4 separate regions of the Mus musculus genome follow, and all the other regions are linked to region 3. Evidence: chromatin contacts called from public HiChIP or PLAC-seq and Micro-C data. All regions are on one chromosome and are shown on one strand. The core of a region is the stretch at or near the end of the contact, and the rest is flanking DNA. Distances in the headings are between cores, read along the strand shown.

Evidence for each region. Hi-C and Micro-C count contacts between places; a contact is called where the count stands out from the background. HiChIP or PLAC-seq counts read pairs in DNA pulled down with a chosen protein or histone mark.
Region 1: a Micro-C map of granulosa cells shows a contact between it and region 3, with 2.9 times the contacts expected there. The contact joins the enhancer-like site here to the promoter of Dact1 in region 3. A contact is called at or near these places in 6 of 39 promoter capture datasets (the 3T3-L1 cell line, the HPC-7 cell line, cranial neural crest and 3 more), 7 of 484 Hi-C or Micro-C datasets (cerebellar granule neurons, cerebellum, cerebral cortex and 4 more), 11 of 115 datasets of contacts at active chromatin or transcription factors (bone marrow-derived macrophages, cardiomyocytes, craniofacial prominence and 8 more) and 2 of 9 other capture datasets (embryonic stem cells and pancreatic islet).
Region 2: an H3K4me3 HiChIP or PLAC-seq map of embryonic basal ganglia shows a contact between it and region 3, with 8 times the contacts expected there. The contact joins the enhancer-like site here to the promoter of Dact1 in region 3. A contact is called at or near these places in 16 of 39 promoter capture datasets (the 3T3-L1 cell line, 3T3-L1-derived adipocytes, the C10 cell line and 11 more), 1 of 15 datasets of contacts at CTCF or cohesin (the NIH/3T3 cell line), 25 of 484 Hi-C or Micro-C datasets (the BV-2 cell line, the C2C12 cell line, the P5424 cell line and 12 more), 14 of 115 datasets of contacts at active chromatin or transcription factors (bone marrow-derived macrophages, craniofacial prominence, embryonic basal ganglia and 8 more) and 3 of 9 other capture datasets (adipose tissue, liver and pancreatic islet).
Region 4: a contact with region 3 is called in an H3K4me3 HiChIP or PLAC-seq map of embryonic basal ganglia, with 4 times the contacts expected there. The contact joins the enhancer-like site here to the promoter of Dact1 in region 3. A contact is called at or near these places in 6 of 39 promoter capture datasets (the HPC-7 cell line, cranial neural crest, embryonic stem cells and 3 more), 2 of 484 Hi-C or Micro-C datasets (bone marrow-derived macrophages and uterus), 14 of 115 datasets of contacts at active chromatin or transcription factors (craniofacial prominence, embryonic basal ganglia, embryonic forebrain and 7 more) and 4 of 9 other capture datasets (adipose tissue, embryonic stem cells, liver and 1 more).

Annotation. Positions count from the first base shown.
Region 1 is chr12:71,637,860-71,643,858 of GRCm38.p6, forward strand. The region is part of intron 2 of 9630002D21Rik (a long non-coding RNA gene); the gene reads left to right. Among named protein-coding and RNA genes, the nearest start is that of Gm46356, 11 kb to the left of the region's middle. Within about 2 kb of position 2,327, at least 8 of the 459 cell types and tissues checked have an H3K27ac peak or open chromatin away from gene starts, as enhancers often do. A contact at or near this core is called in granulosa cells, where this site is marked.
Region 2 is chr12:71,723,770-71,730,485 of GRCm38.p6, forward strand. No RefSeq gene overlaps it. Among named protein-coding and RNA genes, the nearest start is that of Gm46356, 97 kb to the left of the region's middle. Within about 2 kb of position 1,717, at least 19 of the 459 cell types and tissues checked have an H3K27ac peak or open chromatin away from gene starts, as enhancers often do. A contact at or near this core is called in trophoblast stem cells and uterus, where this site is marked.
Region 3 is chr12:71,306,056-71,312,762 of GRCm38.p6, forward strand. It overlaps Dact1 (dishevelled-binding antagonist of beta-catenin 1), which reads left to right and starts at 3,829. Exons shown (of 4, transcript NM_021532.4): 1 at 3,829-4,252; 2 at 6,631-6,707. The coding sequence starts at 3,929. It also overlaps a transcript of 2700049A03Rik not described here.
Region 4 is chr12:71,595,589-71,601,880 of GRCm38.p6, forward strand. All of the region lies in intron 2 of 9630002D21Rik (a long non-coding RNA gene), which reads left to right. Among named protein-coding and RNA genes, the nearest start is that of 9630002D21Rik, 21 kb to the left of the region's middle. Within about 2 kb of position 4,758, at least 6 of the 459 cell types and tissues checked have an H3K27ac peak or open chromatin away from gene starts, as enhancers often do. A contact at or near this core is called in adipose tissue and embryonic basal ganglia, where this site is marked.

The sequences.
Region 1 (5,999 bases), core at 1,077-3,576, 330 kb after region 3:
CTTTTTGACTACTCTGTAAGATTTTTTTCAAAGTATCCAGATGCAATGTTTTACAAAGAAAAAAAAAAAAAAAGAAAACAAACACAATGAAAGTTAATGGAGCAGAGATTTCCTAATTAATGTTAAGAAACATCTGATGTTGTGTGTAAAGCCATCTTCAGCTCTGGGAGAAATTTGAGATAGTTGCAGAGCCATTGAGAGAGATTTCTAGATGATCTCTCAAGTTTGGGGAAAAGCCAATAACCTCCTTTTATAGCAGGTCTCTCAAGGTCTACCGATTAACAATAGACAGCTGAGTTGATCCGTTGTTTTATTCTACGAGGTTCACTTAATTGAACTCACTAGAGCTTAACATAAGGTCACCCTCAAAACTCAGCAATTAGTCCCAAGCAGTTGCATAAATACAAACTATTTATCTCAGCACGAGAGTCAATAAAGACCACATTAAGAAACTAGGAGTTTCTAATTACAAAAGGGCCATATGTTTACACTCACACAAAGGCTATCTGAAGATCGGCTAGAACAATATCTGCAAACTCAGTGGCGCACGCATTGCAAGATGCTTGCTCTTTTCCAGGGAGTTTCAATGCACGCAGGCTGAGATAATGTTCCTTATCTCAGTGTCCCGTCTGAAATCTCTGTGTTGATAGTTGTTTCCGGGAGAAGAAAGCATGGCCATGACAAACACATTGGGAGCCTTTCTAGTAACTCAGTTTCATCTGCCTTCTTGTTGCTTCTCAGATTCATCAGCTCCTTGAGCACACAGGACTGTGTAAGAAAAGTACGTGGTATTGGTTTTCCAAATTCACCTGACTGTAGAACACTGTCTCCATTAAGGTAGAGGGGAATTATTTCTTAAAATATAAGGTTGGAAGACGTTTTCATAACATGACTTTCTAAGGGATCTGTGATAATTTATAATTTGCTTTTTAATCCTTTTTATGAGTTTAAAATCTGTATGTATGTGTGTGTGTGTGTGTGCGCGCGCGCGCATGTGTGTGTATGTGGTGGAGGTTAATGTGTATGCCAGGGTACACATATGGAAATCAGAGGATTATGGGGGTTCAGTCATCTGCACAGAAAGTGACTTCACTCACAAAGCCATCTCATTGGCTCCTTTATTGTATTGTTCTTTTGAAGAATCTTGAAATTAATTTTGTACTTACAGAAAAGGTATAAATATTACACAAAGACCTTCTTGCCATTTACCTAGATTTCCCAGTTGTTAGCATTTCAGGATATTAATTTCCCAAGTCTATTATCATATGTTTTATCTATCCATCTATCATCTGTCTGTCTGTCTGTCTGTCTGTCTATTCTATTCCCTAAAACCATTTAAATATACTATCTTTTTACTTCAGTGCCTGAAACACTGTAGGAATTGGCTAATCAATGCTTCATGAGTACATTTTCCAGGATTTTATCTAAAGGAAATTCAATGGCAAAAAACTATCTGGAACCACCTGCCTGGGTAGTTTTAGGCAGGAAGTAGCTGCTGGGGGAGGAGAGCCAATTCTCTTCAGTGGTGTGACTACTGGTAAATTAATCCTGCCCGGCAGATTATCCCGCATGCACGATCACGTGTGTGAGGAGCATGAAGTCAGGTAGGAGACTAGGGAAGACGAATGGAGAGCAGGGGCCGCGGAGGGAAATAAAGGAGAATCAGGGGTGATGGGAATCCAAATCTGTTACAGGCAGCTACAGTGTTGTCAAGGAGTAAAGGAGATACTTAAAGCAACGCCCTTCCAAAATGAAGTTCATTGACTGTTCCTGGAGAACGCTAGGCTGTCAAGAGTTCCAACCTGAGAATGAGAACAAACTGAGAACAAACCAACACCCAGCTCTTTTCTCCTGGGCCGTGTCTCCATCTCTCTCCATGTCTCCGTGTCTCTGTCTCTCTGTCTCTCCATATCGCCAGCCCAGAACAATACTTAAGTGCATGGTGCACTTAAGTCCACTAAGCTGTTCACTTAAAAACGTCCAAAATAGTAAATTTATGTTATGCATATTTTACTCTAATTAAAAAAAAAAGAATGCTAAATGTTATTTTAAGAACCTATTTGTCTATAGGTGGGTTTTTTTTTTCTTTTTGAGTCTATATGATTATGGCTATGTATTGTTTGCACGAAACAAAACTATGAATGTAATAATTTATCCTCACACTTTATTCATTTCCATGGAAACGTTTTCAGTTCCAAAAGAGCGTTTGATGGAAGAGGTCCAAGGGGAGCTTTATTTGGAAGTGTTGAGACCCTGACACCGTGAAGCTGCAGGCCACATTACTCTAGCGGCTGGCTCGTGCCTGGGAAAGACAAAACAAAGACAGTATTTCCTGGAGATAAGAGTGGGTGAAGCAAGGGATAGCTGGCGTGCAGCCCCAGGAGGAGCTGCTAAACACAGGAGGATGAGCTGGTTTTGCTCAAAAATCACTTCTAAATGCATTGACTTTCACCCCAGCGACAATCAGTTCTGCAGTTCTCTGGACACCAACTGGGTGCCCTGGGTGTTAACTCGGTTGATAACTTCCAGCCATCCGTGCGTGACTCTGCATGGCTCAGTCCACCCAGTGCTCTCCCTTTTAGACACCCCTCAGAGGGTCAGCTTTCCACTTGTGGACCAGACTGCCGGGATCTGGGGGTTCCCATGACCTCGACTAACAACTGCTGGAATGATTCACAAACCTCAGAGAGCGACTTTCTCGATAGAGAAGCATGGGGCAAATTACACAGGGCAGGATATGGAGATGGGTGGGAGGGGAGCACCAAGTTGCTATGCTCTCTCCATGGGAGCCTCAATCCAGTACGCCTGTGGGCTCACATTCTGTGAATTGTGCCGAGGGGGTCTTGTGGAGGCACACAATCTCTTACACCCCTGGCTGTGGGTGATTGACCCCGTTTCTAGCCTTTTGCCTTTTGCCGGATTTGGGGAGTAGGGCCTACGTTTAAGATTCTGACCATGGTCTGATGTTTCTGGTACCGCCTCCATCCCGAGGCTATTGGAGCCTCAGAGCTAGCCTCTTCATAATACAAAAGGTACTCCAGAGATCCCAAAGGACTTAGGACAGAAACCGAGTGTTTCTTTTGATCACACCACAATAAGGAATAGGTCCCTACTTTGTACCTGCTTTGAGAGAAGAAACCAACTGTTCCGCCTTTGCTCTCGTGCCTGTCCCGCTTTTTGCCTATACCCGATGTCTATGGACTGATCTAATGCCCACATTTTGCTCATATTAAACTATAAAGTTTTAATCTCACGCTGAAGAACAGCATGGCAACAACCAAGCATGGGAAACATGGCCCAGATCTTGATTTAGATTTATACGAAATCCCAGCTTGTCAATCCTATCATGGCCATTGTCCTGGGAAGATGTCTCTTTCAGATTTCGGTATTGGGGGAGCAAAGGTCTTGAGCTGCACCTTTCCTGCTATGACCCGTCCATCCTCCTCTTCTCTTAACTCAGGTCAAGCCTTGAGCCTCCATAGGCCTAAAGTTAGACTTCAGATACACAGGGATAGAATAGTAGCATCCTTTCAAAAATATTCACCTCCCCTTCAGCTTTCACCCTAAATGATCAAACTGTGCAATTCAGGGTCATGGCGCTTCCCTTACAGAAATCTCCTTAGCCTGGAGGAATACTGAGGTAAGAGCATCCCTCAATGTTCTTCCTGGCCAAGTCCAATTTTACATGAACAGTGCCTCACAGGTTGACCATGGAGGTTGTGGGTAGCTCTGTCTTACATTTGCTAATCAAGTTTAATGTATATCGTTTTCACTTTCCAAGAACAACTGTTCCATAGCAAAGTTCAAGACTTACTTGAAAGACTGCCAAGACCTTGACTTTCACTTGATCCAGAAGCTACCACAGGGATGAGAGGGAAGCAACAGCCCTGCAATGTGTTGTGTGGATGGAAATATCATCCACTGAGATCAGACTGATGCCTGTACTGAGGAGTGAGAGAAAAAGGCAGCCACGCACAGTGGACTGTAACACAGCCATTACAAGCAATGCACTTGGTGCACACAGAGTGAGATCAGGGCTCGAACGTATGATGTTCTTCCAATAATGGTATTCACACCACAATGTTGTGTAAATTGGCATGCGTACAGTGTTTATGAGCATGGTGTGGTTTTTAAAGACGCGTGCCAAGCATGCTGCAGAAAGTCACTACAATGTAGGGAGTGGAAGTGGAAGTCAGGAGTGAAACAAAAAAAAAATATATATATATTTTTTAAAACAAAAAAAAGGCAGGCCTTACCTAGTTGCACAATGATGGTACACCACAAACAGATGGGGTCAGTGTGTCTCTCCACCTGACGGTTTGGGGTTTCTTGGGATGGCTTTTGTTCACAGGTGCATGCTCTATGATTATGCATCTTATTCCCCGAGTTAATTCTAACCATTGAAAATTCACAAGTTGCTCTTTCAAGACAGATGCACCTCGCTTTCGAGAGCCATCCGGACTCATTTTGTCTCTGAGGTGCCGTCCACTGAACACTTCAGGTTATTCCCACCGCTGCTTATTTTCCTGATCCCATTGAATCTCGGCAGAGGAAAGGGAGTTAGAACCATCTGTCAAGACCATGAAAATGCCTCTAATTGCTGTGAATCTGGGAGGTTCCTGGTTGCTTAGTGACCATTTAAGGTCCGTTTGGATAGCAGACGGCTGTTCTAGGCTATAAAGGTAGATTCAGCAAGTGTGACTTTGAGCTGGGGGAAGGCAGCAGAGCATCCTCCGATGTTTCAGCTGCATCTGTGATTGCAATCACAGACATTCCAGAGAGGTCCTGTGAACAGAAGGTTTTCCCATCTCAGTTTTTCACAGTAGGACATTATTTTGTCATTTTCTATATACTCTAGAGTACCAAGAAATGATGGGATGTAATTACAAAAGCATTTCTGAGCATTCCTTGATGGTCAGAAGTTTAAAAAAAAATAAGAGGAGAAAGAAAAGGCTTTTATTCTCAGAGTCATTAAAATACACACTCAGGTTTTCCCTCACCCCCGAATGGATCGGCTACCCCTTGCTCAACTTGTGTCTCTTCCCACAATCTCACTCTCAGTTGCAGAGATGGTAATGGCCCTTAGGTATATGCTGTGCCGTAGGATGGGAAGTGGTTGGCTGGCTGGTGCAAAGAACTGGGGTGAAACTGGAAGGCGAATGGACTGCAGACTCAGAGTATGTCTTCCAGATGTTCATTCTGGCTTTCTGTTCCTTTCTTCAGGACTTTTGTATTTATGCACATGTAACACCACCAGGAAGCAGATAATATAAATAGCAACTATGTTTTGGCCTGTTCGTTTTTGGCTCTGTATTTTCAACTGTACTGATGGCGGCTGGAAACGTTTCTCTTCCATTTAGGTGGTCTGATTTAAATGCAGAGTATTAAGTGAAGGACAGCCAGCAGAAATACCTCAACTAAGAGAGTCCACAGTCCGTACTGCATCTTCAATTGCTCCAGGAAACTCTAACCTGGGAAACTCTGCTTCTGCAGGCTGCCCGAGGACAGATCCTTGCAGGAGAATCTGCTGAGGCCTGCCATGTGTGGCCTTCATTTACCAGCATGGGATGACCACCTGGAAGGAGCCGATTCATTTAGTAGTTGAAAATACAACCTTGTCTCTCTACAAATTGAATTTGTAAGATATGGGCCAACCGGCTATTGAAAGTATTCCTTCGTACAGGGCAGAAGACAGTCCCAGAAGACAGGTCTGATTCTGGTTTTGAATGAGCTCAAACCAGGCTAGAGCAGAAAGCCTCGGGCTTTGTACTTTTCCCCACACTAGTGGTACAGACCATTGGTCTCAGGCATTGGACCAGTTCTGACAGATATAAACTAAAACCTTCCCAGGTTCCTGAGTCTGTGTAGCTAGCTCCATTCTCCCGGATGCTTCCTGAAAAATCCATACTCCAGAAAACACATGTTTACTGTTTCAGCCTTGTTCCAGTGGACCTAAAGTCCAGACTTGATGCAGTCGATCGCAGTGCTATAGACTGAGA
Region 2 (6,716 bases), core at 467-2,966, 420 kb after region 3:
TTGCAACCGGAGTTTTCTGTTCCTCTCCCTGCCAAATGCAGTAGAAATCACTCTTGGCCAAATACGAGTGACCATGGCTTGGGAATACAAGTTCAGTTTGTCCTGAGTGATGTATTCTGCTGTAGAAATGGCTACAGAAACTTCTATAATCACAAAATAAAAGGAAGTCATAAATCAATGGATTTACTAAACACGTCGGTGGCATGTCATAGAGGTGAGGGTAAGCGAAACAGGGCAATCTCTGCCCTCGGTTTCAGAGGCTGTCGGGAAACATGCTTATCTTTTGGTTTAGTAGAAGCTAAGTTAATAAGGATGATAGGCCAGAAATGGAGGTAGGTGATAGTTATTAAGGGAACTAAAAGTAGCCTAAGATAGTTTTGGCTCTTGATTAACATTTCAACTCTCCACAATTGAGGAGTTCTGATCAGCCAATCAGACTGCAGATTCTTCAACATGGGTGTGCCTTTTCCAGGACTTCAGTTCACAGTTCCATCACATTGGTGCATGTAGGGGTCCAATGTTGTTTTGTGTTCCATGACACTAAGAAGGCTTATTTCTAGGATCCAAAACAGATGGACTCATGGGATTAAAGAGTCATCTGGTTTTAGCTCTTGTCTATTCAATTCTTCATCTTGTAGAGGCCCACAACAGCCACCTGAGGAGACACAAAGGACCTTTTCTAGTGTCTAACATTGATCTCAGTGAGTCTCCTGAAGAAAACAGATCATACTTGGGGTACCACACTGGATAACCAAGACAAACACATTGGTGAGGATGTCAGGTAAGCAGGAGAGCTCTCACTGGGGTCAGGTGCTCTCTGATGACACTCTTAGCTTTGGAGCTGGAACAAGCTCATTGTTTTCCAAACGGATCTAGAGAACAGGATGTGAAGGTGATCTGGATGTGACACCATTGATTGCCAGGATTGATTGAGCTGATCGGAATGGCTAGGCCGTTGTCCCCTTCCTCCCTTACCACTGCGTGTGTCTACCTTCCAAGGCTTCATGCTGGGCTGAAGAGGATGACTTTTCGTGAATAGAGGGAGGACCAGACTTTGGGCAAGGGAATATGAATATGAATTGCTTCACTCCCTCACTAGAACCTCCAAACAAGCTCTCAGATAAGGGCAGCTTATGTGTTAATCAACTAGGTATTGATTGGTTACCCAGTATGACTTGGAAAGCTTGTGGCTATGTAAAAGAGAAGAGCATGCAGTTGTGTTCCCATTACAATTACCTGCACTAGCAAGTAGAATTAGTCTTGACCTTTATTGATGGCGTCTGACAGAATGAAAGCAAGGCAGAACACTTATCACCAAGATAAGAGGCTTTTAAAGATACCTTCAGGTCAGAAGACCCCCTGCGGTTTGTCTAACCCAGGTCTTAGACCAGAACAGCTAGATATGGTTTCAAAGAAAGAAAAGATGGATGTGATGGCTAAGATGAAATGTAATCTGAATACAGTATGAAATGAGCTACAAACACTTCTGTATGACCCTGGCTAGGAATTGGGGTCATATTTGTATAATAAATAATGCCTAATTTCTGAGTTCCTGAGACCCCAGTGCCTGTCTAGCAGTGCCAGCTCAGCGTCACGGGCAGATCGGAGGTTAGAAATGCTGCTTTAAGTGGGAATTTGATCTCCATGGAGTGAGGATACAGTCCTTGACACATAACTTCACTTTGATGACCCTCTTCCTGGTTGACTGACGACCTTCTTCTCTCCACGTGGCCCCCAGGCAAGCCAGTCTCCAGTCTGAATCACTGTCCAGATTTTTCTACCTCTTTGTGTGTGTGGAGGTGAGGGATTCCAGAACACACCCTTTCATACCTCAGCGTACAAGGATATAGATCCTTAAAAATAAGTATTGTTGAGTCAATGATACTTTTGGTTGTTCATTTCTGTGGCAATCCTGAGATTAGAGGCAACAGTTTAAGCAGAATTCAGTGGCTTTCTCACTTTTACTTTTTTGTTTTATGGTTTTTTGGTAACAAAAGCAACAAAGCCCTTTGTTTAAGGATCTTAGCTGAAAAGCTGTGGGGACTCCAGCGGAGCCTGAGAGATCAGCCAAAGTTCTTAAGCAAAGGAGCGAAACTGGCCCAGCCTGATGCCAAACAGCTGCGTCACGCCTGCAATTGGCACTGTGGCTGTTTGTACAAAAGAAGACAGAAAAGGTTGATTTTAAATTTTGGAATTTAAATGGGGAGAGAGTCAAGCTTTTTTATGTGCTATTGTTTCTAAGAACTTATATTTAGCATTTGTGCATTCATGCTGTTTGGTTTTCAAACTTATTTCTTCAGCATGCTAAAAGAACTCTCAACTCCAAATGTGTAGATTTGATGTAAACCATTTGGGGCTCTTAAATGGCATTTGACAGTCTCTTCATTTTGAAAGTGAAATGTTTCTGTTTGGAAAAAACAATGTTGCAAGCCATCAGTTAAAGTGCTTGAGAAGCATTGCTTTTATAGCAGGGTGGAAACAAAAGAACATGTATAAAGGGCTTTCTTGAAATCCATATAAATACATATAACATTTCTCAGTTTGGGAATAATCCATTTAATACACAATAATAAAGTTTTAAAAATAATACAATTGTTTCTCATCATGAATTTATAGGAAAAATAATTTAATTCCTGTGCATTTGTAGGCTCATGGCTTGCCAAGCTACATTAAGATACAATCTTACACATGTGAATTGGTGTTTGTTTTCAGCTGTCCACAATAACAGTGCTTTGAATAGTTAGGGAGAGGTGTATTTTGCTCTTGCATGTCAGTCTGGAATAAGCAGGATGTGAGGGTTTAGGAGACTTGATTCTTAAGGTTTGAAAGGACTCAGGCACCAATCTTGGTTTTGCACCATCTCTCAAACGCTTTATTCATTCCCATGGTCCATAGCAACTCAGCATCTCACCCTCAGTTGAAGTCAGGTAGGAAAAATATGGTGTCAGACACACTTCTTACACTTGAAAGACAAGTCTAGGGACTCAAGAGAAGTCTCAGTGGGTAAGAACACATGCTGCTTTTCTAGAGGACCTGAGTTCAGCTCCTATCACCCACCTCGGGAGGCTCACAACCATGTGTAACTCCAGCTCTAAGGGATACAATCAATACCCTCTTCTGATCCCCCAAGGGCGTAGGCTTGCACTTGGTACACAAACAGAGATGCAGGAAGAACACATACATATAAAAACTTTAAAAATTATAGAGAAATCTCATGGAGCCTCAACTACAGGCAACTGAGGAAGGCTGAGAGGTGTAATCCTCCAACCGGTAACCCAGTACCAAATGGTCAGATCTGAAATCATATACACAAATATTTATCCTACAAAATAAATATTTTATATATATGTATATATATATAATAAAAGAAATAAAGTTTATAAATGTGAGAGAGATAGAGAGAGCACAAAGGGTAGGTGGAAAAGGTTGGAGGGAAGGACAAGAAGGGTGAAAAGAATGTAATCATATTTTAATTTCAAAAAAATAAAAAATAAAGGTAAAAGAATAAAGGGACGTAAAAGCAACCCGTTAAAGTTGCACACAGCAATGCCCCTTCGAGCCGGACTTAGTCTCAGAACCACATCTGGACACAGAAGGTTCCCTTTTCTTCAAGATCTGGTAAAACTTCAAGCTGGTGGCGGTTCTTCAGCTTGAGATTTTTGTTGGACTCCTAACAATGGGAGTGGGGCTGTGTCTTCACTCTTTTGCCTGCCTGTGGAATTTATTTCCTCCTACATCTAGCCTTGATATGAGGGAATATGCCTCGTCTTATTGCATATTGCTATGCCAAGTTCTGTTGATATCACCGGAGGCCCTTCTTAGGGAAACAGAAAGACAGTGGATCTGGGAAAAATGGGAGATAAGTGGCTTAGGAGGAGGTGAGAGAGGGGAGGCTATAGTTGGGATGTATTGTATGAGAGAAGAATAAATATATGTAAATAAAGCAAAAGAATAAATTAAAAATAGAATTGATATTGGAGAAAGTGAATGTTATCTTTTACAGACTGTCTCATAATCACACAATAGCCCTTGACTTAGCAAGCACTATGCAATAATTCCTTCCTTTTTCCTATCGAACACTCTCCTGAATTCCCATACAGTTATATTAAGTGCAAAGTCCAGGACATTTTGAGTGAGTCTCACAGCTCTTTTCATTGTATGGCTTCCTGTGTTCAGATTACCCAGCGTCTTGGAGAATTCTAACCTGTGAGGATGAATTTGGGACACAAAAGGGAAAAGAAAGAAATATGCACAGTCATAATGCTTGTTACTATGGCATATGATTTTTCCTAGTAAGGTTATATTGGAGCTATTTTGTTTTTACATTTGAGCAATTTTGGTATCATTTTAAGACAAGATGTATGTAAGGGTTTTTTAAAAATTGTTTGAGAATTTCATACAAATCTACCACCCATTCCGTCCCCTCCAATTTCTTCCCTATCTTCCTGCCTCCTCTTTTCCCTCCCAACTTCATGTGCTCTTTGATTTTAAAACACACACACACACACACACACACACACACACACACACACTGTGAAAACTTAGTGCTATCTGTATGTGATCAGGTGCAGGACCATCTACCAGAGCATGGGTAATCTCTCAGGAGACACGTTTCAGAAGGGAACTGAAGCTCCCTCCCCAGAACTCATCAATGGCCAATAGCTCCTCAGCTAGGATGGGACTTTGTAAGCCCCTCCCCCACCAGTGCTGGAATTCTGGCTTGCTGCATCCTGTGCAGGTTTGTGAATACACACACAGCTACTGTGAGTTCATAGATGTTATGGCACCGCTGTGTATGGAGAATACTGTTTCATTGCCCATATCTCTCTTGGCCTCTCCACCCCCTCTTTTACAAGGATTCCTGGCCCTTGTGGGAAGGGAATATAATACAGATGTCCTATTTAGAGGCAAGGACTACACAGTCTCTTATTCTACACACTGACCAGTTGTGGGTTCTGTGTTAATCACTATCTATGGTAAAAACAAGCTTCTTTGATGAAGTTGAGAGATGCACCAACTTGTTTTTATCCTGAAGGGCTGTTAAATTTTTTTTAAGATATCGTCTGTATCTAATGAGATTATCATCTGTCTTCAAGTCTATTTATAAGATGGATTATATGTATTGATTTTTATATACTGAGCTATACATGCATCTCTGGGATGAAACTAACTTGATTATGGTGGAGAGTCTTTTTGCTATGTTCATGTTAAAAAATTTGTTTTTTTTTTTATGTGTATGTGTGTGGGCTTGAGTATGTATGTGCTCTATGTGTAGGAGGTTTAAAAATGGAGGAGAGATGGAACTATGGGAACTGGAGATTAGACAGTTATAGGCCACCCAATGTGATGGTGGGAACCAGGTCTTGGTCCTCGGTAAAAAGCATCAGGTTGCTTAACCACTGAGCTCTTTGCAGCCAGTCCCCTGAAGGACCCTCAGAGTCAGTTTGCAAGAGCTTTATTGAGAACTTTCGTGTCTATGTTAATCCAGGAGAATGACCCATTGGATGGTGTGGTTCTGTTTACATTATTTATTTCATCTTGACTCAGTTTTGATAGGTCATATGTGTTAAGAAATTTATTTCTTTAAAGGTTTCAATGTAGCAGAATATAGATTTTTAAAGTATGCCTTTATGATTCTCTGAACTTCCTTAGTGTCTGTTGTGATGTCTCTCTTTCATCTTTAATTTCACTAAGAGGGTCTTTTCTCTCTTTCTTTTGGTTAATCTGACTGAAAGTTTGTCAGTTTTGTTAATCTTTTCAAATTCAAAGAACCAACTCTTCATTTCATTAATCCCTTCTTTTATATTTCATTTCCATTTCATTAATTTCCTCTGTGATTTTTATTGCCTCTTTTCAACTACTGTTTTGGTTGTTCCTTGTTTTTCTTTTCCCAAAGCCTTCAGGTGCATTAATAAGTTATTAATTCATTCTCTCTCTCTCTCTCTCTCTCTCTCTCTCTCTCTCTCTCTCTTTCTCAAAAACTTAAATGTAGACAGAGCACAATAAACTTTCCTCTTGGGACAATCTTCATTGTGCTCCATAGATTTTGGTATGCTGTGTTTTCATTTTAATTCCATTCGAGAAAATTTAAATTTCCTTCTTGATGCTTTTTGCCTTAACACAATTTTTTCCTTCAGTAGTGTGTTATTTAGCTCCACAAGTTGTATTTTCTGTATTTTTAATTTTTAAAATTTATACTTTTTTTCTGTGCCAATGCCATGCAATTTTTTTATTTTTTACAATTATGGATATTTTTGGACATAAAAGTTTTTTTATATTTTTAAGGAAATCCAAAACTTGTAAGAAAAGAAATATTGAACATTTGCTAAGTGAAATACTACATTTTTTAAATCTTAAGAAATTATTATATGTAGAATTTTTTTAACCAGTTCCTAAAATCTACTTGAACATTAAACATGATAGAAGTAGGAAAAAAAATCTCTTATGAAGTCCTCTATGAAAGGAGATTGTGACAAGTTCCTGATTAGACAAAAAACCGTTCCATTTCCAAGGAAGAATATGCAGGGTAACTGTAGCTTTAGAGAATGAACTGGGTAGTGTTCCTCTGTTTCTATTTTGTGGAATAGTTTGAAAAAGTATTGGTATTGTTGTAGCCCCCGAACTACTGATGCTAACTCTCTGTGTTTAATTGCCCTGCTTCTTATAAGTCTCACCAAATAGACTCCAGTGTTGTGTACAAATGGTTTGCCTCTGCA
Region 3 (6,707 bases), core at 2,579-5,078:
ACTGAGACTCTTCAGCAGAAGCTCGGTTGTATGCCACCTCTTTAACACTGACACCCAGCTAAAAGATAACTTTTTCCCCCCCAGGGATGAGATGTATTTGGTCATGGAGCCCAGAGGATGGAAGAGACTATTTCACAGTCTTTCAAACAACACAAGCATTGTCAGAGAGTGCCGTCTGCCACACCCTTCCCCATTCCTCTCTGTCCTCAAAAGATTTTTCCTGTGTTCAGTGCCGAGTTTTGCTACCAACTTTCTTTTTTGATGATCTTTTATTTCAATGTCGGCTTTCTTTCTCCTACGTGCTCACTGACGTCTGATTGTGGGGTCAAGCTATAATTAGTCTGTATATGAAGTTTAGTTCACTGTGGCTCTTTTGGCCCTAGACTCAAATGGGCTTTGATGTCTGGCTAGAGCTTTGATCCCAGAGCCTCAAATGGTGGTCATCACCCAATCCAAAGGATTGCTCTTTCTTCCCCCTCCTCCTATCTGGAGACAGCTTTCCTCAATTACAGCAGTCGTGTCTGTTTGGCCATAAAAGCTGCAAGCATCATTTGTTGCTTTTCTCTACTGCAAATCGTGAAACTGATACTCCTTGCTGTGTCTGCAATGGACTATTCACTGCAGGATAAGGAATTTGCAGAATGATGCTCAGACTTTGATGCAGATGCTCTTTGGAATTGTTCTGTCCAAGGGTGGAGCTTCATACTGAGATGCAAGGGCCCTTTCTGGCACTGCTTAGAAACCATCTTTAAGCATATGTTACACAGTTGCGGTGTGTTTAACCCCCATGCTTTCTTGCTTGTAGCATTCACAAGGCAACAGGTCCATTCTGTCTTTAAAGCCACACTCCCATGGTTCCTGAGAAGAGTAAGAGGGAAAGACCAAACTAGCGCTGAACACCACTTGAAAGGAGAGAAATAAGTTGCACTATTAGAGGAAGAAGCTCCCGTGGCTGCTTAAAAGAAAGGGAGAAAAATCAAGATCACAGCACAAAGTGAGACCCTGTTCGTAATGGAAGGGGACCTTGGGTGATTACTGGCAACAGCCTCCTCGTTACCTACAAAGAAAACACAGACTTCAAGAATCAAGAAAATCCAGCAAACTCAACTAGAAAGTATTTGTCTGTTGGGTTTAGCAGAGAACAGGGGCAACCAGGCCAGTCACACTTAATCTGATGACATTGGGAATTTTCCTGGAAAAACAATTACAGCATTGAGCTCCTTGCTTCGAACTTCATTTGACAGCCGAAGTTTGTTTTAATTGGCATCTGAATGAACGGCATTACTTATTAATGTGTAATGGATACTTTGGAAAGCATAAACCCCCGCCCCCCATTTTGGAACCCTTTGCATACATTAGTTTTAATATTTAAACTTGTTGTGAATGCTTTCTCACGGAGATGAACAAGCTGCTATGACAAATGGCTTGCTTTGGACTAACAGGCCAGCCTAAAGGGGCATTTGGTTGGGGGCGGGGGAGGGCAGGGTGTGTGTGTGTTGGGGGGAGGTGGGAAGGTAGAGGAGAAGTTTGGAGACACAGCGACATGTCTGTCAGCTGTAACAAGATTTATTAGCAGTGTGTAAAAACACGTTTCAGCTTCTCCCACCCCTTCGACTATATAAATATAGTTGTCAATGTGTGACATAGCACAGGCCACAATAACAGGGTCCACCCAGCCAGAAGGAACCTAATTCAGAACTAGGAAAGCAAGAGGTCTGTTTAGAAATGAGTAGATTGGAACAATGGCAGAGGACTTGGGAGAGTGGCCTGTGTCATGTAAGGCAGGACATTATTCTAAATTTGTCTTCCTGAAACTAGGAAGCAAATTTAGCTCTTGTGTAGTGTTTGACACACAGTAGGCATAAAGAATGTGTGTCCCGTAAGCTTTGTACATCTGGGAACACCTGAATATGATTCCATTTTTACATCATGCTAATTACGAATCAAGGCTGTCTTCCATTTTATGTCTGTGGGAGGTAGGAGGCAGGGTGGGGGGTGAGGGGGTGGGGGTGCTTGTGTAGCTGGGGGGGGGGATAACGGGTGTGAGTGTGAGGCAAGGAAGTGCTTGCTTTTGTTTGCGTCTTCTTGATAAAGGTCAACTTAATTCTATTTGTTGTAGAGATTAAGTGGGAACTATTGCGTTTAAAAGTATGCTAATAGAAGAACAATTTCTAACTATCCTGCATCCTCCGGAGTGTCCTCTGGTAATTATTAGTGGCATGCTTCTAGGCCTTGCACCTAGCGAGAGCACCGGTACTATGAGGGTATTAAAACAGTTCCTGCCTTCAGGGAGCTTTTATGACGTAGCTGGAGAGAAGATACACAAGGAACACCTAAGCACACAGATTGTGTGTGCCCAGAAAGAGAACCAGACAATAGTGTGTGAGAAAGACCAGGCACTCATGCAGTTAACCAGTGGGGGCAGGGGGGCGGGTATGGGGCATAGGGCATGAACAAATTGATCTTGGAAGATTAGACCACATAGAGAGTAAAAAGAGAGAGAATTCCTTGCTGAAGTGAGCAGCTGGGCAAAGGTGTAAAATTCTGAAGTCATGACCTGAAATGTGTTCCTTCATAGAACACTTTGTCTTAATGATCTCAAATTGTGACTCCCTAAATTTAATTTCTGAGGTTCTAGGATTCAAGGCATGAGGTGCAGCTCCCATAAGCCAGCTAATGGCGTTTCCAGATAGATCCCCGAGCCAATGAAATACCCACTGAGTGGCATCCCAAGGACACAAGGTCAAATCCTGAATGGTATTTTAGGGGAATTCTAAAATAAGTTCCCCTGGGGTCGGGGAAGAAACCCCATGAGCACAATATCGTTCTCTCTCTCTCTGTCCTCGACCCTGAGATCTGCCTGCCTCTGCCTACTAAGTGCTGGGACTAAAAGCATGTGCCACCTCTGCCTCCCGGAGAGAGATAACTATTTAAAGATTTATGTGCTGGACCACCGCATATGTATTATACGTCGTTTGCCACTGTAATTCTTAGAATAGACTGGTCTGTTAGCTCCATTTTACTATTGGGTAAACGGAGGCACAAGGAGGGCACTTAACTTGCTATTCGTGGAATCAGATTCAGACAGTCTGGATTCGGAGTCAGGGCTCTAGTGAACAGAAGCTAAGGAACGGTAAAAAACAAAACAAAACAAAACAATAGGTGCTCACACGCCACCCCTCATAAAGTCTGGGCTTTTATAGGAATTGATGCGAACGCTGGCCTCACAACAGCATCCTTCTGTAAGACTTGAAAGGCCTTCTTCAGCAAAGCTCCGATTAAAAGCTGAAACAAACAAAAAGAGTTTTAGAACAACGTCCTTGCTTGTTTTTTTTTTTTCCTTCCAGTTACAAAATAGAGTTTAAAACAAAGGCGACCTCCAAACCCAAGTCTACAGAAGTGGTGTTCTGAGTACCGAGTGGACATTAGCTTGGGATGAAGAAACCCAGAGCCAAGGGAGAGGACTTGGAGCGTGGACACGTGAGGAAGGGGTTAAGTTTCAGAAAGTTGTCCCGGGAGCCCAAAGCCACGGCGCCCGCGGACCGGCCCTCGGGGCTGGCTGTAACAAGATGCTCGGCCCTCACCCGCCACCGCTGCCGGAGATGGAGCCGAGCCAATCGGCGCCGAGGGGACCGCGGTGCCGCAGGACCGAAAAAGGGGGCGCGGAGCCGGGGCGGGGCCGGGGCGGGGCGCAGGCGGCCCCGGCGCCTGACAGGAGCTGATCGCCGCGAGCCGGCGGAGGCGGCGGCGGGCGGGCGGGCGAGCAGGCGGGGTGTCGGGGCCGGGAGTGACGTAGCGTGGCCGGGGCGTTATCAGCTGCGGGGCGGCAGACGGGAGCAGCGCGGGATGCGAGTGCGGGCGGCATGAGCTCGCGGCCGGGGCCCTAGCGTGTGCTGCTGCTCCCGGGCTGGCGGGGCCTCGGGGGGTCATGAAGCCGGACGCAGCGCGCGAGCCGGAGCCGCTGAGCCCCGGCCGGGGCGCGGAGGCCGAGGGGCGCTGGCGCGAGAGGGGCGAGGCGGACACGGAGCGGCAGCGTACCCGCGAGCGCCAGGAGGCCACGCTGGCGGGGCTGGCGGAGCTGGGGTACCTGCGGCAACGCCAAGAGCTGCTGGTGCGCGGTGCGCTGCGCTGCTCCGGGACCGTGGGGACCGTCGCGCCGCGCTCCGGGGAGCTGCGGGGAGACGCGGCGCAGCGCAGCCGCCTGGAGGAGAAGTTCCTGGAAGAGAACATCTTGCTGCTGCGAAGGCAGTTGGTAGGTGGTGGCCGGTGGCCTGTCTGGAGGGTGGGCTGATGGCCTCTGGCTGTGGGATCCCTGGCCGCGACGTGACCCCCACCTCGATTTTCCCTGAGCCCGTGGTGTCTCGGATGCCCGCTGCCCATGACTTCCACGCGTTGCTGGCGGATGCCTGCTTTGTGTCACCTGAGGAGCTGGCGGATTGCGGGGAGGGGTGGCTGCTCATCTATCCTGCATTTGGAATTCTTGGAGTCCCTTGGTTCCAGCCTTAAAGTTAGGCTACTGCATGCCCCCTTCCTCCGAGGTTTGCAACCCCCACTTAAAATGCCATTTCACCTTATGGTCTCCCTGGTTATCCCTCCCCGGGAAGGAGGGGGGGGGGTGCGCACAAAAGCGAGGAAGAGGCTTGTTGCTTGCCTAACTGTCCAACATTGAGTTTTACGGTTACGGCGAAGCTCCTGCTGGGAGCCGTGCCCTACCCGGTGCTTTCTCTCCTGCAAGTCTCTTTTGCCTGGGCTGGTGCTTAGTTTTAAATAGAAGTCCTTTGTATAAGGCAGCTAAAACTAGATGCAAATACTGGCAATTTGGCCGGAGACCCTGCCCCCTCCTCTTTTATCCGGTCCGCCAGCTGTGCTTGGTGGTGGAGGTGGGAGAAGAGAGAACCTGCTCGCTGGGAGTATTTATCTTATTGGATTTCTGTCACTGTCTCAGTCGTTCTGTGCAGTCTTCATTAGCAAGGAAGAAAAAGAACTTTGGACCTTCATGTGTTGAGAACAGCTTTTGATGCTGCCTCAAAATAATGGCGGCAGCTTTGTTTCAGTGACCTCAAAATGTAGTTTTGGAAACAGCAAAAAGATTATTATCCCAGCGTGTTGTATTAGACTACTTAAGCTATATAATGGCCCCCTGAAAGTGATGTTGTGGGTTGTCACGTGTTTTCTTGTATTACGGTTTTCTAGATTTTTTGTGTAGTTACAGAGCATCAAAGTGCTTTTATTTAATTCATTTTTTTCTGATGAAATTCAATTTTTGGCACACAAGCATATGGCTTACGTCTCTAAGCTTTCAGAAGTCATAGGTCGTGAGCAAGGACCACGTATCTATTTTGTAAGGATGTGTGCTGTGGTTTGTGCAATAGCTCTGTTTTGGCATTTTTACTGTTTCTTTGGTAGAAGAACAGAATTGTATGTACGTGAATTTGAGCCAGTTCTTTCTGGTTGTGACTGGTCGTTTACATTTCGGTATTGTCTTGTACAATAGCACCTTTTTTTTTTTTTTTTTGTCTTCCTGAATCTCAAGATCGAGAGAGCAGCGCATTCCTATTGTCCGCTTCAGGGGAGCAAGGCAGTGTGTCAGGAGAATTCCACTCCAGTCAATGTTTATGGTACTATTTTCATTTGTAGACTTGGCATTCTTGATTTAAACCAGATGCCTTTCGAGTTCTTTTGCTTTTCCAGCAGTGGGGAGCACTAGATGGCAGTGTGAGTTAGCACAACCAGTCTGTCACCTTGGGAAACCCAAGCTGAGTTCAAATCTTGACGGGCTTTCCCTGGAGGGTTTTGGATTCTGCCAGCTCACATTATACTTGGCGCTGGCTATTAGTATTAATTTCTCGCTTTCAAAGGCCTTAAGACTGATTAAGCCCCACTAAGCAACTAATAGAAAACAAAATTCTGTAGGCCATGACATTTGGCCAGAAAACCTCACCTAAGAAAGATTCGAGTGTAATGTAGAAAATCTGTTGCTTTGACTTCAAGAGCCCACTGTGAAGGACTTTCTTTAAACTGGCTGCACACCAGATGATTCGAAGTCTATGCAAATTCCTTGCCCAGACCTATAAAAAGTCAGTTTGTATAGATTAGTGAAAGCTAAAAACAAATCTTTTCCATCCTTGCAGTACCAGGTATCGAACACAGGCACAATAGCCAAGATCTCTACCAAGGAACTACAACTCAGCCACATATATATCCAAAATTTATTGTGTGTTTGGTGTATGCAAATGAGTGCATCGGTGTGGCACATCGTTCTTGTGGAGGTCTGAGGACCAATTCCAGGAGCTGTTTCTCTCCTTCTGTCCTGGGTTCAGGGGACTGAATTCAGATGACCAGGCCTGGACAGCAAGCATCTTTACCCATGAGCCATGCTATAGCCCTGTTATTATTTTTAATGAACAAAGTTTATATTACCAAAAAAAATTTGAGAAAGATCTAAAGATAGAGGCCATGCCTCACCTTCTGATTATGCAGTAGCATTTTGATCTAAAAGGGCTTGGGGACACTCAGAGGAGTGGCTTCCATGGGGGACTTTCAGGTTTTATCACTATGTGCTTGCTTATTTATTTAATTTAATTTAATATAATTTAATTTAATTTTATTTTCATGCTTCTCTCTAATCAGAATTGTTTGAGGAGAAGAGATGCCGGTTTGTTGAATCAGTTGCAAGAACTTGACAAGCAGATAAGTGACCTGAGACT
Region 4 (6,292 bases), core at 3,508-6,007, 290 kb after region 3:
CCTAAGCAGACTAAATTCCTAAGTTCCTTGGAGTCCCGGGACCAAGATGGCGACCGCTGCTGCTGTGGCTTAGGCCGCCTCCCCAGCCGGGCGGGCACCTGTCCTCCGGTCCGGAAGGTGGCCGGCTGTCCCCGGCCCACACAGGGTGCTGCCTCAGCGCCTCTGTGCTTCTGCCTGTTCCAGAAGCTGTCAGGTTCTCTGGCGCACCCTCTCACCTGTTCAGACTAATTTCCTAAGTTCGGCGGGTCTCGGACCAAGATGGCGACCGCTGCTGCTGTGGCTTAGGCCGCCTCCCCAGCCGGGCGGGCACCTGTCCTCCGGTCCGGACGGTGGCCGGCTGTCCCCGGCCCACAAAGGGTGCTGCCTCAGCGCCTCTGTGCTTCCGCCTGTTCCAGAAGCTGTCAGGTTCTCTGGCGCACCCTCTCACCTGTTCAGACTAATTTCCTAAGATCGGCGGGTCCCGGAACAAGATGGCGACCGCTGCTGCTGTGGCCCAGGCCGCCTCCCCAGCCGGGCGGGCACCTGTCCTCCGGTCCGGAAGGTGGCCGGCTGTTCCCGGCCCACACAGGGTGCTGCCTCAGCGCCTCTGTGCTTCTGCCTGTTCCAGAAGCTGTCAGGTTCTCTGGCGCACCCTCTCACCTGTTCAGACTAATTTCCTAAGTTCGGCGGGTCTCGGACCAAGCGCAATTTTATTTTCATATGCCAATTTTATAAACGTGTACCAGTTTTGTATTCCTAGATCCATATTCTTGTAGTCTGAAATAATATTAGATATTTTTCAGTCTTCTTAAATTTGATAAGATTTGTGTGACCTAACATATAGTCTACCCTAGAGATAAATCCTATGAACATTGGGCAGGAGTACATATTCAGCTGTTGATGGAAACTTCCATTCATCCATCAGCCCTTTGGTTAACAATACTCTTCAAGCCCAGCATTTCCTTCTTAGCGTTCTGAGTGGTTGTAAGCCCGCTGTTGAAGTTTCCCCACAGTTACTGTCCTCCTGTCTACTTAACCCTCTTTGTGCTTGTTATTTTGCTCATGCCTTCTGGTGCTTCAGTGTTATGTGAACACACCTAGCCAATTGTTCCATCCTCTTGAGACCCTTATTCAACCTCCTTTTCAGCAAACCCCACCATCTTGTGTGTGTGTCCTTAAACTTTAAGTGATCTCTTATTGTTATTTTTTGTATTGCATTTTTTACACCTTTTAGGCCATCTCAGTCTTTTGATGAGAAAGTTTAATCCAAGGTTATTTTAATAGGTAAATCTTACGTGCCAATTTCTTGTTTGCTTTCTGGTTGTTTTTGTAGCTCCCTTGTTCCTTTCCTCCCCTTTGTGATGTGATCACTCTCTGCATGCTAAACTATGAATCCCCTCTCTCTATAGCTCACACTCCTGCTGTATTTTGTGTTATGGTTATTATGAGACTTACAAAAGCCATCCCTACACTCACAATCTACTCTTTTAACTGCATAGCACCTATTGTATACAAGTTATACATTTATGCCCCATTTATGTTTTTTATATTACAATGAAATATTTTTATATTTCATATTATATATTTCTTAACAACTTGCTATAGATTTAATTTTCATTGTCTTTACCTTTAGCCTTCATAGTAGAGATTTACACAGATAGTAGTGTGTGGGGACCTGTCTGCAACTAGACATGGATTCAGTAAAGGTGGCAAAGTCCTCACTGGAATCTGCTGAGGTGACAGGGTCCTCCGAAGTCTTCTTGCTTAACTTTTCCTTTCTTGGTTCAGGCCTGATTCTGAGTAGAGCAGTGGGGTCATGTGTTGGGGTACATCGTGTGAAGGTGTATCTCTGTATATCCCATTGTTAATTCTGTTCTCACAGAGAGCCAAATGCTGGCAGGATCTTGGTATTGCTATTTCTGTGGCCCATCACTGGTCTCAGATTTTGTAAATATACATTCTTCCTCCCTAGCCTAGAGGTGATTTAGAATTGTATCTGATTGGCTGTAATAAAGAGCTGATGGCCAATAGCTGGACAGGAAGCAGAGGATGGAACTTCTGGAGAGAGAGAAAGAGAGAGAGAGAGAGAGAGAGAGAGAGAGAGAGAGAGAGAGAGAGAGAGAGAGATGCTAGGAGAAGAAATGAATTGCAAAAGATTGTGCCAGTAGACACAGAGGTGAATGGATGGACCAGAGTGGAGCAGAGCTAGCCACATGGCAGCAAGAAGTGCCTGGATTAATCAGGATAAGTCTAGGGTAGCTGGGAGTCTGCCCTAGCTAAAAGGTCTAAGTTTTAAAATATTAAAACCCTTCTATGCCATTATTTATACTGCTGGCAGGTCTAGAAAGTTCCACTACAGTAGTGGAGGTGTTATGCTCCCTGGTCTTCCATAGGTAAGCATCCTGGGATCCTGTAAGATCAGATCTGCCCCTTTGACTGCCTGGATGTTCCTTTACTTAGATCAACAAAATGCAGTTGTTGATTCACATTGAGAGGGTGGTCTGTGTGTGGGGGTGCTTCTAGGACAGCGGTTCTTAACCTTCCTAATTCTCTGACCCTTTAATAAAGTTCTTCATGTTGTGGTGAGCCACACCCATAAAATTATTTCTGTTGCTTCTTCATAAATGTAATTTTGCTACAGTTATGAATTGCAATATAACTAATGCTTAATGCTTTGATGCGGGATATCTGATATGTGACTCCTGTGCAAGGGTTGTTTCATACCAAAGGGGCTATGGCCCACAGGTTGAGAATGACTGACTGGGGATAGGATTGAGTGTCCAGAAATAGCAATTTGGACTTTGGAGGGACCTGGGCTAATGCAGGAGGAGAGGATCTTAATGTATCTGGGTGCTCTGCCAGGGAAAATTGGTTGATCATCTTAATGCTTTGATACATTCTTGTATTGAACACTCTTGGGACATTTCCAATATCAGCAATTGTGCTCAGAGAAACATACATTTTTGGATTTAGTGCAGCCAGGTTGGGCAACTCCATAAAGCATGCTGGGAAGGGGATAGCCCCCTGGGAGGTTTGTATGAGGACTTCCACAGAAGCAATTGTCTCCTTCATTAATTTTTTTTCTTATAGCTGGTGAAAGGAATTTTATGTTGGAGATGAGCATGCAGCTGAATTGCTCTTGAAAATATGTTAAGCCACAGAAAAATCACTGTGCTAGCTATGTCGGAACGCTCTGTCTGGTAAGCCAGCTCTTTGTAACAGCTAGTTTATCATTTCAGTGCACGGAGAGGACCTGTGTTTATGCCAGATAAATGGAGAGCAGCCTGCTAAAGACTGTACAAGGCAGGGGTATAATAAAAAGATTACCCGTGCTCCTAGCAATGCGCCAAAAGCAGCAACGAATCACAGATCTTCAGAATCCTTTAAATGCCTTGCTTGCTGTTTGAAGTCTCATATAGATTGTGCTTTCGCACCTTGTAAAATGGCATAGATCAGCCTGACGTTGGCTCGTGGTAGAGATTTACTACTAGTGTTTTAAATCGCGCTGTCACTTAATTGTTTTACTTCATGAAGTAGCATTCTGAGTTTGTGAAGGGCTAGCTCACACGTGATTCTAATAAGCTGAGGAAAATTAGTTTGAATTCCGGCTTCATTATGTTCAAGTGTGCTTTCCAAATTGTTTTTATAATATACTCAATGTTGAAGAATGTTGAAGGGTGTATACCCTTCTTAAATATGCTCCTGAAGTTCACTGTTTCTAATTAATTATCCAATTATTTATCCACTCTATGCAGAAAGACCCTTACCATGTACTTCTAGAAACCATTTAATTGCAGACGTCTGATGAAACCCTGTTGAAGCCCCAGTGTGACCAGTTTCTGTTCTTCCTCTCCCCACCCCTTATGCAGCCTCTCTGACTGTGAAGGAACAGGCTTGCATGTCCCACATGGAGACGGACATCCAGAGAACATTAGAAGTCAAGAGTGTAAGACTAAAGTTATATGAGGACAGTTAGTCCTATTCTGTAGCTCTTTCCTCTAAATGGAAACATTCCCTCCTGAAGGGAGGAGGAGAGCTCATAAGTGATAAGTGCAACAAACAAGGCCCAGGAAGTGAATGAAACTTAACAAGGCCCAGGAAGTAAATGAAACTTAACAAGGTGTAGGAAGCAAATGAAACAAGGCCTAGGAAGCTCCCTGAAGTCACAAGATTCACAAGTTCCCTCCCTACGGCTATGTGAATAGTAGCAATTATATGGAGAGGAGACTCTCACTGACCAAGCTGCCTATAAATTGTGCAGGAAGCTCTTAGGAATCCAGCTTTAATGAGTGCTCACCTATGCTGGGGTTAGCTTCTTAGTGACACAGTTACCTTTGAGTGACCTGTGGTGCTGTAAATAGCCCTTGACCCACACTCCTATTGCAAACTCATGGGTTCATTCACTTGTATACATTATATTTTTGTATTTATCCTCCATGCTGTATCAAGCTGAATGGGTATTTGTTAATGTCTCCTCTCAATACTCCGACAAGGTTGACATTGAGTACTGATATAGACAGGAGTTTTGGAAGTCAGGAAAAGGCCCTTGCCTGCCGCCAGCAGGAAAAGTGCTACTAGCAGACTAATATTCACCATAAGCTACCAGCTGGCCCTCTTAAGCCTGGCTTCAGATCTGTCCTCCCTTGGGATGAGCTGTATTGGAAATGTATTATGTATATTACATTGCCTAATTACATATTAGGTGTTGCCTGCATTACATATTAGGTATATTGTCTGTGTTACCCAGGCAAACAGGAATTACAAACCACAGGGTGGTCCTCAGGAGAAGGGCCAAGAGTTTCCTCAGGCCTAAGTCAATATTCTATTCTGCAAAGAAGATTCTGAACATAGGACGTCATGCTGAGTAAATGGGGCAGATCAACAAAATTCCAAGGCACAAGTTCAGAAGAGGATTCTGTGCACCCAGGCTCTGGGTTCAGAACGCACCTGGCACTAGCATGTCACTGGCTGTTGACTTGAAATAATTGGTTTAACTTTAGGAGGCTATCAAGGACATAAAGTGACTCTGGCATTTCTGCATTCATTGTCCATGGTGTCTCGTCCCCCCCCACCCCTACATGGAGTGATGTAATGAGAAAAATCTCGTGATCTGCAGCATCAGCCTTTTGGCCGTGTTTCGCAAGCCCTTGGTCTCTGTCTCCTGAGATACATTTTTGTCCGTCGCTGGGGTCAGTTCATAGTTTTCTCTGTCTGCGGAGGCTGAGGCCAAAGGCAGAATCTTCCAGACAGGTTAAAAAGCAAGCTGACATTTTAGCTCATTTTCATCAGGACACACCTGCCAGGGCTTCCCGCCTTCTGCCTGTCAGTCACGACTTTCTGAATACCACATTATTATTTCCTTGAGTCACAAATATGTTTCACGCCAGTGGACTAAATTTCTGTTATCCCAAAGCTGAATTTGCTTTTTTCACCTAGAAAAAAAATTAGGTGAGATTTAAAAAAAAAAACAAAAAACCAACAACAACAAAAAACAAAACAAAACAAACCCTCAAGTTCAATGTATATACTTGCTTTCCCGCTTCTTGTTCTTTGTGCTTTTTTCCCCCTTTTTTTGTAACTTTCTCCACCATGTTTCAGTTAATAAAAGCATGAAGATAAGAGTTAAAGCCGAAGTGTCAGGAAATGCAAATTTTAGAGGCAAGCCACTGGAATCCTAATCTGGTGTTAGAGGCTCCTACCCTGTACATAGGCTACCATTCTGTTACCCCAAGCCTTTGTTTCCCAGTCTGCAAAGTGCGACTGAAGGATGCCGGCGAGATAATGTGGTAAGATATGTGAATGAGCCCCGAGCTCTTAGCAAAAAGCAGTCTGCACTCCACTTCCCATTCTCTTGTCACAGAACAACACTATAGAGAATAAGCTGCTCTATAATAACTGACTACAGCCATTCAGCCTGGCTCTGGCTCTCCCTCGTATGTACCTATTCTATTAGTGCCTTTCCCTGACTGGATAGATGGGGTGGGAACACTCTTACACTGGTTGGTATGGAAACTAATCCCAGAGCATGCTGGGAGCATGCAGGCAGTCCTGAGACCCAGCTGTGGGGCAGGTGTAGAAATAGTCCTTCCATACTCAGAAGTATCCTGGGACTAAAACGTGCATGGTTTGACTGAAAGAAATACAAATTTGTGACTATTCCTTCTTTATAAAACTAACGCCCAATTTGGTAAAAAATGTCTTTCAATTACTGTTCCTTGATACATCGTCACATTCTGCCTTAAGAAATTGTGCAGGTAAAGAATAACTGGCCTGGAACTGCATGTATCTACAGTGATGCTTTTAGAGGTGCCTT